Regions from separate parts of the Mus musculus genome. Here region 1 is linked to region 2. The links are chromatin contacts, called in public HiChIP or PLAC-seq maps. All regions are on one chromosome and are shown on one strand. The core of a region is the stretch at or near the end of the contact, and the rest is flanking DNA. Distances in the headings are between cores, read along the strand shown. Region 1 overlaps Jazf1 (JAZF zinc finger 1). Region 2 has its middle 52 kb from the start of 1700094M24Rik.

Evidence for each region. HiChIP or PLAC-seq counts read pairs in DNA pulled down with a chosen protein or histone mark.
Region 1: an H3K27ac HiChIP or PLAC-seq map of embryonic stem cells shows a contact between it and region 2, with 2.5 times the contacts expected there. The contact joins two enhancer-like sites. A contact is called at or near these places in 1 of 484 Hi-C or Micro-C datasets (myocytes), 2 of 115 datasets of contacts at active chromatin or transcription factors (both in embryonic stem cells) and 2 of 9 other capture datasets (embryonic stem cells and embryonic trunk).

Annotation. Positions count from the first base shown.
Region 1 is chr6:52,818,039-52,825,189 of GRCm38.p6, reverse strand. The region is part of intron 2 of Jazf1 (JAZF zinc finger 1); the gene reads left to right. Among named protein-coding and RNA genes, the nearest start is that of Gm52904, 23 kb to the right of the region's middle. Within about 2 kb of position 2,274, at least 8 of the 459 cell types and tissues checked have an H3K27ac peak or open chromatin away from gene starts, as enhancers often do. A contact at or near this core is called in embryonic stem cells, where this site is marked.
Region 2 is chr6:52,437,641-52,444,088 of GRCm38.p6, reverse strand. No RefSeq gene overlaps it. Among named protein-coding and RNA genes, the nearest start is that of 1700094M24Rik, 52 kb to the left of the region's middle. RefSeq lists an enhancer at 1-1,472. Within about 2 kb of position 3,723, at least 20 of the 459 cell types and tissues checked have an H3K27ac peak or open chromatin away from gene starts, as enhancers often do. A contact at or near this core is called in embryonic stem cells, where this site is marked.

The DNA of each region.
Region 1 (7,151 bases), core at 1,025-3,524, 380 kb before region 2:
GGCTGCTATCCATTAAAGCTTTAATTAGCACTAATTAGGAATCTGGGGTAATCAGCTTGGCCTGAAATGGAAGCCTGTGTATGCTGGGAAGAAAGGCTTTGCTAAATAAACCAGCAGGATGAACAGTATTATGGGGTGAATGCTTTTCTGGGGAGCAGCTGATGGTAAGGATTAGTGCTTGCCCTGGGCATGCAAATGAGGGCTGCTGGCTACAAACAGCAGAAGAGCTGGAGGCCCCACCACACAACACTTCATTAACAGTTAAGTACAGTGACATTTTTTTAAAGTTTAAATACCCTGCTCTTTTTCTTCCAAATAACCTATAAATTCCCTCATTTATGGAGCTGTGTATGGGGTGAAGGATGTGGGTTAAGGTAGCTGGGAGATCTTGTGAAATACAAACTCATTTCAAAGGATTACTACACAGTGGCTTTGGGACATTTCTTTTTGCTCCTCAGCTTAGAGAACAGCAAAAGTACCAGCACACAATGCAGAGTAGCCTCCCATCTGCGCCGCCGCCGCAGAGCCTCCATTCCTGGAAGGGCTGGATCCAACCTTCCAGCGGAAGGAGGCCTCGGTATAACCGTGCTGCATCCATCTAGCAGTGCCCAGCCTTGGCATCCACCTAGCAGTGTCCAGCCTTAGCATCCACCTAGCAGTGCCCAGCCTTAGCATCCACCTAGCAGTGCCCAGCCTTAGCATCCACCTAGCAGTGCCCAGCCTTGGCATCCACCTAGCAGTGCCCAGCCTTGGCATCCACCTAGCAGTGCCCAGCCTTGGCATCCACCTAGCAGTGCCCAGCCTTGGCATCCACCTAGCAGTGCCCAGCCTTGGCATCCACCTAGCAGTGCCCAGCCTTGGCATCCACCTAGCAGTGCCCAGCCTTGGCATCTACCTAGCAGTGCCCAGCCTTGGCATCCACCTAGCAGTGCTCAGCCTTGGCATCCACCTAGCAGTGCCCAGCCTTGGCATCCACCTAGCAGTGCCCAGCCTTGGCATCCACCTAGCAGTGCCCAGCCTTAGCATCCACCTAGCAGTGCCCAGCCTTAGCAAGCACTGAAAGCCTCCTAGCTACTGTCTGCCCCGTCAGTTGTACTACAAAACTAGATTTTAGAGGCTGTATCAAAACTCTCTTCTCCCTTGACTCATTTTCCCATTTTGTAGTTTTAAAGCACTATGTGAAGACAAGATTAAAAAAAAATCTGTGACTTACCAATAATCACTATAAAAAATGGGAGGAAGTCAGTGAAAAAGACAGCAAATGTCCAGACGCATCACACTAGTGTTTTGTGCGTTTTAAAAACGTATCTTTATTAAAATGCTTAAACTGTCACAATTACCAACTACCTTACACTCTGCACGGCAGCACACATGGGCAGTCTCCTTTGCCAAGGATTTCTGCACTCACAAGCTCCCCATCAGCAAGAGGAAGAGACAAGAACAGTCACAGATCTTCTAACATTTTTCTTAAGATTATTCATGTGTGTGCTTTCTGAATAGCTGAATAAACACAGTCATAAAGGGGCGGCCTCCTGGAAAACAGAGCACTAAGGCAAAACGCGCATTTGTAAAAGCCTGGAAGACCTAATTGGCTTTTATTAGCAATTCTGGGGTGGCACGGCAACCCATTCTGCAGACAACAGTTGGTCTGGTGGTATGAGGAGGTTGCCTGTGGGCAGAAAAGGGCTTCAAAGGGCAAGGGCGACTTCAAAGCAGATTGGTGCAAAGTTACTTCCCTTCCAGGGTTAAGCAGAGGGACTCTCTCATCAAGAGGTTCAAGAAAAACCACTTTTAATTGGTTAGTAAGTCTCCTATTTTATGAAAGACTGACCGGTTAAAGGTTCAGTTGGATTAGTGTCACCGAGCAGGAGCGGCTGCGCTCTGAGTTGTTCTGGTCTGCCAGAGCCTAATGCACGAGCTCAGCCTGAGCCAATGGCCTCCCATGAATGTGATTTAATGCTCTTTAGAGCAATTCAACTGAACTCTTTCAATAAAAACGGGAAAAATCCTTTGGAAAAATATCAGCCCCCGAGGCCTGTGAAACTTGAAATCTGTACCTCTCAGATGCCCAGGCACATACATTATATGAAGGGATAGCCCACTGTATGGAGTCTATTTTGCTCCCAAAATAGTCACTGTCTAAGTGGATAAATCGCTTTAACAAAACATCTCATTGCATCTGGAGAGCTTGCTATACTTCTAGAGGACCTGAGTTAAATTCCTACCACCCACATACGGCATCCTATAACTACAGCTCTCAAGGATCTAACATCCACTTCCAGGCTTTGTGGATTTGCAATTTGCACATATATAGCATTCACTCACACAGCATGAACACTTCTGTAATGGAAAGTAAAGAAAAATGGAGCCTTCTAACTGCAAATATAGCTACATACCACAGCCCTTCTCTGGACTGTGTGGGAGTTGGCTCACCAGATGGCTGTTAGACTTAAAAGTACCTTCTTTTAATTTGGGGTGAAGGTCAGAGAGGACCAATATCCATGGAAATGCCATGCCCAGAGACTCTCGGATGAGAATTCCTAAGTAGGCCAAGTACTTCCCCTGCGTTCACCTTCTAAGGTCATGGCAACAGCTTCTGTGAGATCTTAGGATCATGTCTGCTTTGTAATAAGGGGCCCAAGTCCAGAAAGAGTAAACGGTTTTCCAAACCTCAGAGGACCAAGCAAATCAAGTTAGGGCCATGCATGCAGATTCCCAGTGTCTCAGTGAGTAGGCAGTGCTGTGTGTATACTGCACAGACACTGCAGCCAAAACTCCAAGAGGTCCTGGAGCCAATTTCTTTTCTCCCATCTTTAAATTTCTTCCAACCAGGTGTTACTGGTACATGCCCTTAATGTCCTCTGCACTTGGGAGGCAGAGGCAGGAGGATCTCTGATTTAGAGTCCAGCCTGGTCTACAGAGAGTTACAGGGCAGCCAGGGCTCACAAAGGAACCCTGTCTTGAAAAGGCCAAAAAATAAAAATAAAATAAACTTCCAGTTTATGGAAAGAATTATACCTCATCTTATTAGCAGGATTATGCTAATTTAATTTGCTTTCAGAAAAGACAAAACAGGAAAACTGGAAGAGCCATTTGTAGTTTTATACCACAAAATCTCATAAACAGCAGCTCTTTGTTTTGTCCATTTGTTTTTACATGGACGTGAAATTAACAATGAAACCCATGTGTAAGATCGGCTCTTACTGTTCCCTGTTCAGAGAAAGCTGGAGGGAGGGGAGGGTAGCAGGGAGTTTCCAGGTCTGCCTTCTAAGCCCAGGGCTGTGCAGGGGGAGCCCTTAGGACTTCTTTATTCTTAACATCAACAATGAAAAAGACCATGGTTTAATTTATTTGGAGCTAAAGAGTAATTGCTTCACTGATAGTATATGTTGACCTGTGACTTGTAAGGCTTGTTACTGGACCCTAAGTGAGTCAGGACTTTGACTGTGGTAAAACTGACCATATACTTCACAGGGCTGAAGAAAATCCCCACATTTGTTGAGAAAATACATGGCAGCGGAGAGAGGAGTCCTGCTTGTGACAACCGCTGCCTAACGTTGATGCATGGATTTCACTTAAGTGATTAAATCAAGGGCGAGATAGTGCTGTTTTAAGAGTTAAGAGAAACAGGGAGCAGGGAGGGAGGGAAGAGGGAGGGGATCGTCCATCCTAAGTATTGTCCACAGAGCAGCCTCTGGTCTCTGGATGGTGCTACCTCGAAGGTCTTGTAGCCTGTGTGTTTCCTGAACAGCTCATGGCCAAGGATCAGGGTCGTCTTGCAACCTCTGCCTCCTGGGCTGCCTGCTTACCCTCCTCCCGATTCCCAGAAGAAGCTGCTGTTCTGGGTCTGTGTGTGTTTTGTTTGTCATCTATCCTTTTGGCCAGCACATAACGGTCAGTCCCACCCAAATGTAAGCGTTCACTCTGCTCAACCTGAAGCAACTGAGAAGCTTTAAAGATTGATTTGTTTATTTATTAATTATGTGTACGTGTGTGGGGTAGACTGTGTGCACATGTGAATTCAAGTGTTTATCAAAGTACCCCGGACATTGTGAGCTGCCCAGTGTGGGGGGTGCCGGGAATTGAATACAGGTGTTCTGCAAGAGGAGCGCATGCTCTTCACTGCTCAGCTGTCCGTCCGCCCATCCACCCGTCCGTCTGTCCGTCCGCCCGTCTGTCCAAAACTGAAGTTTTAACAATGATAGAAAGCTAGATTGGATATATTTAGTAAGCAGGTATTTATTATACTTTTTATCTATAAAATAGTTATCAATAATATATTTTATAAATTATGTTACAATGTATATATGATATATTATTGAATAATCAAAGCTATTTTATATTATACCTTCTCTACATCAGAAAACTTTTCCTGTATTGTTGTTGTCTGAATAAAGAAGAACAAGAAGGAATTGTGTTAGAAAAGATTATTCCTGAGGTTGGAAAGCTAGCTCAGTGGTGTGAGGCTGGCATGGAATAAATGAGTCCTGGCTTTGTTTCTCAGTACCACAAAGAGAGAGTATGAGAGTGGGGGTGGGGGAAGCAGAAAGGAGGAGAATGGGTGTCCAGACAGAAATCTGTCTTTTCCTCCTCCCTCCCCCCCACTCTCCTTTTCTTTTCTTCTTTTCCTTCTGCCTTACCAGCAGAGTTGGCTGGAAGATCTGACAGGACATAGGCGTGCTTTCATTGTCATTTAGTTTATACCAATTTTCTTGGAGCCACTCAACGCTCTTTCCACCCAGGCCAGACAGAAACTCTGTAAAGAAAGAATGCCTCTCCGTGTAGGAAGCCTGTTGGTATTATTATGGTATGTGATGAAAGCTGGTCCCTCCCAAAGGATGCCCACAGTGGATGTGAGGGCTGGGTAACACATAACACATGCATGCACATTCACACACACACACACACACACACACCCTGTGGGATGGCAGGATTCCGAAGTGAAGCAGCTTTCTCTTGCTGCTGCTTCCTCAGTTTGTTATTTTGTTGTTGTTGCTGTTGTTGTTGTTAACATTTTAGTGGCAGCATGCTTCTAAAATTTTTACTATTTTTAAAAATTACCTGTACATGTGTGTGGACTTCTGCACAGTGCACGCAGTGCCCAAGAAGTCCAGAGGAGGACGTCAGATCCCTGAAGCAGGACTCCCAGGCATTGTGAGCAGCCTGAAATCAACATGCACTCCTGACCACTGAGCCCGCTCTCCAGCCCAAATGGCAGCATCTAAAGGCTCCTAGTCCAGGTGATACTGCAGAAGTTTTATAAAGCTTGCCAGTCTCCCAGGAGCTCCAGATCAAGTGAAGAAGGACTCTGGGGTGAAAGTACATAGGATTATCCAGAGCACTTCTAGACCGCTCTGAAATTGGCTTCACGTAGGTATTCACGCTTTCTCTCTACTGAAATGACTTTTCACAAGAAAAGACCACTCTGCTCGTGAGGGGCTGTGACAGATGCTAATCCCACTTGCTGATCCCTTCATGTTTGACTGGTCAGTCCTGTTAACCACTGTGCTATCCACTCTTGGCTCTACCAGCAAATGTGAATCAGGATGGCATTGTCACGTGGAGGCCTGCAGTGGCTGGCTCTCTCACACTGAGACCACTCGTCTTCCCACGCTGATACGCACCTGTTGCTCCCCCTAGCTTCCCAGAACCTTAGGTGCACTGTGTCCCGTGTGTTGCGGTGCAGACTCGCTGGCTGTGTGGCGTCTTTGGCAGGCCCAAAGTCTTAGTCTGAGAATGAGCTCCTGGGTCCAAGAGTACTTATAGTAGCACAGAGCTTCTGTTGAAAGCTCTTCCCAAAGTCCCAAAGGCATCCTAGGTTGCACAGATTTGCTTTTTGTGGCAGTACCACTAAAGAGGCAGAGCAAAGTTTAGAACTTCAAGCGAAACACCGTAGCCTCGATGCTTTCTGAGGGGTTGGAGATGAGAGCATTGGAGCCTGCCACCCCCTTCAGTGGAAGATGAAAGATTGTAATCTGAAACTTCATTCCCCTCTGCAGGGAACATCCCACGCCCCTCCTGCTGGTAGGTCACCCCCAACAGTGTGGTTCATCTCCAGGACCAAGGCCAAAAAAATCAAGAGAATGGTGTATTCATGGACAGCCCAATGCGCTGTTTCTAACGAGAGGGTTGAGCCCTTTGGATTTCAGCCACTGTCACTGTCTCCACCGTGCTGCCTGGGAGTGTAGTGTACAGGATCAGCAGAACTGGGTGGGCTACCTGGTGACTCAGCTCTGGCCAGATCGTTGGTGTAGATGTCAGCGATGAAAGACTTGTGAGCTTAGATTTCCAGTGCTGGTGTTGTTCGCATCTGCTGTGAACCAGGAACCTGACCCTCATCAAGCCCAAAGAATCAGTGCTGTTGCAAGGGCTTCGTGTCTGTTGACTCGTTCCTTATACCTCTTGCGTTGGCCCCGTTAATGTCAGCATTTACAGATGGGAAAACTGAGGCACAGAGGGGTTAAGTAGATTGTGTAGGGTCACACAGCTAAGCAGCATAGATCAGAGAATTGAACATAAACAGTCTTCCAAAGTCTGCCCTAACTGCTACACTAATATATTCAAACTCCAGGTCATAGCCTGTTATTACATAAAGACGTGGGTGTAAGCCGAGCTTGGTGGCCTACAACTGTAATCCCAGCACTCAGGAGGCTGAGGCAAGACAACTGAAAGTTCATGGTCAGCTTAGGCTACATAGTGAGACCATGTCAGAGAGAATGGGGAAGGAAAGGAACCCACATAATGGCCAAGAGCATACTTACTAAATAAAATAACAAAGATAATATTTTATTGAAATTTCTAAGATTAACTTTAAGATGTGTTGTCCAGGACTAGAGAGATGGCTCAGAAGGAAAAAACAAAAACCAAAACCCTTGCTGTTTTTGCAGAGAACCCTCATTTGATTCTCTGCACCCACGTGATGATTCGCAGCTGTCTGTGACACAGTTCTGAGAAACAATGCCTTCTGACCCCTGAGAGCACCAAACATGCACGTCACATGGCACATATATATACATGCAGGAAAAACACATGAAATAAAAGGAATAATTCTAATTTAACAAAACACTTAAAATGTGTTATCCACGACTAGGTAAGTTTCATAATTCATAATTTCCCAGATTGCATGAAGGTATTGTAGCACAAATACTAAA
Region 2 (6,448 bases), core at 2,474-4,973:
CCACACAGTTCTCAACCTTCCACTTCACGGTTTGTGTTTTTATAACCTACATCAGCCCAAGGGTTCTTGCCCACTGCTGTGCACTCGACTAAGAGAAAGGTGGCAACAGGATAACAGCTACCCTGAGTCCCCAGGCTTAATCAGAATGAAAAAGACGCCATGACATCACCAACTCCTCCGCCTCTGGTACTAGGCTTTTGTGGGAGATTTAGATGTCCTCTTTTCCATAAAAACCATCTCGAAGACAGAAAGGGCTGCTGCCCAATTCGGTTGCAGCTCTTACGGAGGGAAGCCCTGAAGCAAGTCAAGGAGCTGCACGCTGCGCGGAGCACCGGGATCTCCAAGCGTGTGGGTGGGAAGCATGTGCTGAGGGCGTGGCGGGCTATAAAACCAAACACAACATGCACGATTTCCTCTGGCAGGTAACTTAATGAGAGCATAGAGTTGGGTTGTCAGAACAACAGATCTGCCCATCTGCATAACCCAAGAGGCCAGGCTGCGTTTTTTATGGGCTGCATGAAACAAAAGCCACCCAAACCATTGCGGTATTCCTTGTCTAGCCCAGAGCCACAGTAACTTCATAATAAGAACGGAGGGCAGAGACATTTCCAACCGCTTGTGGAATGTGCTGCCCCAATCCTCTCAATTTAAAGGAGGCCTCCAGCTACTGACCAGGCAGCTGCTAATCTGGTTGCTTACTGGAGAACAGTAAAAAACATCAACCCCGAGGCCCATCTTAGCAGGGGGCAGGAAGCCGCCACCGGCTTGATCTCTGGGAAATTGCTGGAAAAAAGGGCCTGGCAGGAACCTGGTAACGTCTTTCCCTCCTCTGCTCTTTCCTAGCCAGCAGGCTTTGGAACGATCTGCAAAGCAGAGGCGGGGTGCTCTGCCCCCACAGACACCTCAGAGCTGCTAAGACGGGGAGGGGTGCTTTGGCTCTCTTTAAAAAGACTTCCTGGTTTTTCAGGACTCCCCTAATTAAAAGAGAGAAAGCAGGGAGAATGTTTCAATTATGTTCTATAACAAGGAAAGCCGAGCCATCTCTTTTATAGAGATGAAAAGGTACCCAAACACGGAGGGGGAAAACATCTACACTCAGGGCCCCATCCATTCACTTACTAAATATTTATCAAATGTCTATGAACCAGATCCTTTGCAAGGGAGGACTAGAAACCAGTGGCGGGAGGATGAGGTGAGGTCATTGCTCACAAGGATCTACAATCCGGGCCGTGGATGAACAAGCCAACAGGCGAGTATAGAAGAGTTCTGGAGGAGCTCTGGCGAACACCCCATCAGTCTGGGGAGGAAAAGGAAGGTATTCCCCGACCGTTAATTCTATCGCTCCGTTGGATTGAAACCTTAGCAGACTAGTAGAGGACATTTGCACGTGTGTCTGTAGGGGCCATCCCTGGAGGGTTAGCTCATTCGAGCTCTGAGTCATGACCATGGATGATGGACACTGGATGGATATTGGAAGCGTAGAACTGTGGAAGGAGGAGCTTAGTTGGAGGAAGTGGGTCCGTGGGACATGCCTTTGAAGGGTATATTTCCCCCTGGCACTTTCCTGCTACCTTCTCTTCTTCCTGTCTGCCATGACACCATGGTAGTCTCCCTCCCTTCATGCCGACAGTGATGGACCTAACCACCCTGAAGTGAAGGCTCTCCCAAACCATGAGCCAAACTAAGTTCTATTCCCTTACCTGGTTTCTCTCAGGTCGTCATGCCACTGACAAAGACTCCAATGTTTAACTTCCCAAAAAGGAAGCTATGTCAGAGTAGACATCTCAGTAGGCAGCCATTCTGAGCAAAAAGGAAGAATTCTGAGGAAGAGAAACCAAATGCCCTTTCTGCCAGGAACTTCCTGTCTGTCTCCCAATTTTATGCTCATATTCACTCTAGACTTCAGGAGAGCAGCAAGGGCTTTTTTTTTTTTTCTTAGTTAGGTCACCACACGGCTCCCAGGGCCCTTGAAGCCCAAGCTTTTGAGAGGGATCCCATTGGCTGTGGGGATTTTTAATTTGACCTTATTTATTAAAAGACACAAAGCAATAGGAAATCTCATGTACTGATTACACAGGGAAAACTGATGGCAGATCCAAGGATAAAGTCTCAGAGTTTTTAAAACTAGAAGGACCTGCCTGGTGAAACTGTTTTGCCTGGAGTGGGTAGAAAGGGAGATTCCCACTGGTCTTGCAGAAGACCTGGTAATGCATCCTAAGGGAGAGTTAGCCCAAAATTGGCAGTGGCCATTTTGCCTCAGTGGATTTGTGGAAATAAAAACCCAGGAGTAAAAGAACAAAGAGATTCCTGGGTGTTGTTTACTACCGAAGAGCAACAGAGAGATCAAGAATAAGTGGAGGAGATTGGTTAAGATCAAGAGACCACAAAGGCATCTGGGCTTTGGCTGGACCTACTTGGAGAGAGGTGAAAGAGTTGCAGGACACAAGAGACAGAGAAGAGAAGTTATTGGGACCTCCTGTCTGGAACCAAACCACCTGGTTTCAAATCATGACATCCATTGACTACCTTATTATCTTAGGCTAATTATTTAATACCCCCTGCCTCAGTTTGCACATGCTGAGCTAATTTATTTAACACGCAGTTCCTCAGTTTTCCTTATCTGTGAGATGGGACAATAGCAGTTCTCACCTCATGTAGCCAGGGCAATGAGTGAACTTAAAAATATATATAAGCATGCTGGAACACAGCTCTGCTCAATAAATCAATTCTCATCGAGACCGATCTTCACTTTCTTCACAGGCCTTCTCATTTGCCCCCTATGGCTACGTCATACAAACTCCCTAAGCCAGAGCACTTGAGCAGAGATTGTGGGCTGCCCAGCTGTTGGTACCGTTCACTCTCCAGGCAGACTCTGGAGGTGGAGAGAAAGCTGACACTGCAGGCTCCAGAGAGAGCACCAGGAATGGGCATCTGTTGTCTTTATTTAATCTCAACCCAGGGGTTCTACTCTGCCTTTGACCATTGAGTTCCCGGATAATAGACACACACAACCTTTCTTTGAATAGTAATCCTTAGCACAAGAGCTGGGCAGATGTCTGCCCTCTGCACTCCATGCCACTATGTCTATTCCCAGCCAATAATCCCATGCTATAATCTGCCATGTTTTGTCTGGGTTGCTCTTAACTTAGTGAGCAAACCCCACATTGCCATTATTTTAAGATTCTTATCCCATGGTGCCTTCTCCTCTACCCACCTCCTTCTGTCTCTCCTTCGTGTTTCTCCTCTATCCCCAAACCCTGAAACCCCAAACCCCTCCTATGTCTATTCCGCCCAACTCTTGGCGGTTGGCATCTTTATTTACTAACAGACATAACTTGGGGGCAAGGTCACATAGTGTTGTTGCGGTAAAACTCTCCATCCCAAATATGCCCCGGCAATGAAAACACAACATAATTAATATGAATACATGCTATATATCTAGGTTAGGCAGATCTACCACTACGCTACCATCTTGAACTTGTGGTTTCTTCAGGCCAGGTGCTGCTGCTCTGCTTTTCTTCCTCCTCCTCCTCTGTGTTCTTTCCCTCTTCTCTTTTCTCCTTCTCTCTTCCCACCTTCTGCTCCACCTTCCCTTTTATCTGCCCAGTCATCAGCTCTCCTTTATTTTACAAATTAAGGTGGGAAGCAGGTTTACAGGAAATCACCTAAGTGCTGACTCATTCCTCGTTTGCAACCACTCACAGGAGAACAGAACAGCAAATATAATTAGCCCCAGGGCTATCCACAACCTAGCAGTCACTTGGGTCTGTGTAGACTCTTCTGGAGCAGCCAGGTCTTGGGGACTGCACTTAGCTTTACAATACATAGCAACCGACCAAACCTCACCTGGCTTCTCTTTCTACCCATTAACCCTCTACCCACTTACCCCGAAAGGCTCTGTTGTAGCATCTTCTGGGCTAGGTCCTGATGCCCACTCTAACACTCCATATGTGTGTGAGCATGTTGTCAGGTTTCCAGAGTCCTTGGGGTTTTTTTTGGCTTTGAGGTTTTTGGTTTTTTTGGTTTTTTAATTGGTTTGTTTTCTTCAAGACAGGGTTTCTTGGTGTATGTAGTCTGACCTGTCCTGAAACTCTGTAGATCAGGCTAGCCTAGAACTCAGAGATCTACCAGCCTCTGTCACCTGAGTTCTGGGATTAAAGGGAGGCACACCACCACCACCTAGCTAAAAAAGAAAAAAAAGTCTTAATCTGGAGTTGATATAACCGTTTCAGGTTTTCAAATATAAAACCTGAAATAGAGAAAGCAAGTGGAGAGAAGCAAGGTCAGATTTGTAATCTTAAAACGTTTGTAGGTATTATTTGGGATCTCTATACAGTTCAGTGCTTAGCAGGTTTTTGTTTTTGCTTTTGTTTGTTTGTTTTTGTTATTGTTGTTGGGGTTTGTTGGTTTGTTTGAGTCAGAGTCACTGTGTAGATCAGGCTGGCCTTGAACTCATGGAAATCCACCAGTCTCTGCCTCCAGAGTACTGCAGTTAAAAGTGTGAGCCACTGTTGGAACTTGGTCCAAGAATGAGGAGGATTCTGGATGCTTGTGAGAAAACTCCAAGAAACCAAGAGCAGATCTTGTGACCTCAGTTTCAATAACGTGGAATTGTCCTTGGGTTACACTTCCCTGCCCCTCCCGGGTACAGTGGTGAGGACTGAGTTCGTGTCAGCTTGTTGATTACAACTGGCTACCGCTGCCTTATCTGCCTCTGTGGGAACACCTATTTTTGTGGAGTGCGGCTTGCCTTTGTGACTGGACACTTTACTCATGCGACTCTTCTTAACCATCAGTGTATGAATTGTCTGAGGCTCTGAGTAAAACTGACTATGGCATGAGACTTTAGTCTGCCTCATTTATTGGCTCGGTTCTCCCAGGTCACAGTGCTAACTTGAGTGGTAAGCATACCACCACATCTGATAGCTTTTACTTATGTTTTTAAAGACAAGCTCTCACGTGTTCCAGGCTGGCTTCAGGCTCCCTATGTAACTGACAGTGACTTTGAACTTCTGATCCTGCTGCCTCAGCTTCCCGAGCTCTGGAGGTTTCAGGCGTGCACAACCATACCCAGTTTAAACAATATTATTGTCATTTAAAATACTATGAAAGTCATTTTCTTATCAGAATTTCAGAACATGAAGGAAAAGTAGCCAGGCATGGAGGAACGCACCTTTAGTCCCAGCACCTGGAGGCAGACACAGGAGTTCCAGGCCAGCTAGGGTTACAGAGTGAGACCTTGTCTCAAAAAGCTAAAGAAAACGCAATGGTTATTTACACCGTGCTCCCTATTGAAGTTGCTCAACCCTCTGCAGTTTACCCAGGACACCATGCAAATATTGAAATTTACCCCTTATGCTATGCTAAGGAAAACTCTAAAGGCGGTGCCTTAACGAGGATGGCAGATTCCACTGTCAGCCAAGGCAGCAAAAGTTCCCGGCTTCCTTGAACTCACATCTGCTTTGGAATGTGGTGAGGCCTGAGCTTCAAAGGCAGCCAAAGCTCCCCGAGCTCCAAGCCAAGAATGTGCTTCCACTCTCCTGCCAGTCACAGGATTTAGGGCAGGCACTTGATACGGTTCTAGTCAATGAGCCATGTGAGGGAAAGTTTTAGAGTACCGCAGACCAGGAGACTTCTGGAAAGTTTTCTCCCTCTCCGATAGAGCCACGGAAAAAGGAGGCATTTCTTTTTCTGGCCTTTGTGGGTAGAAAATGCTTGGAGCTGCTGCAGCCATGCTGTGACCATGAGGAAAACCTTAATATGTTAGAAACGGTGGGACAGAGAGGATGCTGAGCAGGACTCTGGTGGCCATAGAACCACTCGGTTAGCTCTTGCTTGTACTTCTGGTCTTCCTTCCTTGTGAGATAATGAGCCTCCTTCTTCCACGGAGGCAGGGGCATTAAATAAGACCTCTGAGTCTCAACATTCAGGAAAGTTCCCAAATCCAATTTAGCACTGAAGTAGGCTCGGTACCTATGAAGTAGGCTCGGTACCTACTTGACTAGCCGTAATAATGTTCATTTGCTGCAGAGTCACTATGTGCCTCTGACGCTGCTAACTGTTCCATTGTTTCTAGTAGGAAGATATTTTGTACCTTTGTAAGAAATCTTCCTTTTAAAGGGAGTCTCACTACACAGTCATAGCAGGCCTAGAACTCACTAAGTAGACCAGGCTGGCCTCAGACTCACAGAGATCAACCTACTTCTGCCTCCCAAGTACTGGGCTTGTATGTAACCACACCCAGCTGCTGTTCCTATCTTAAGCACACAAAATTAAGGCGCAAAACTTTTAATATCCAGAGCTGCATACAGCCATGAGACCATGTGGATTAATCTTCAAGTCCAGCAGACCCAATATCACATTGTGGGAACCTCTGCCCACCAGTGCATTACAGGCAGTCAACAATAATCCTGCTTACACAGAGACTAAGAGGGCAAAGGGCCTACAC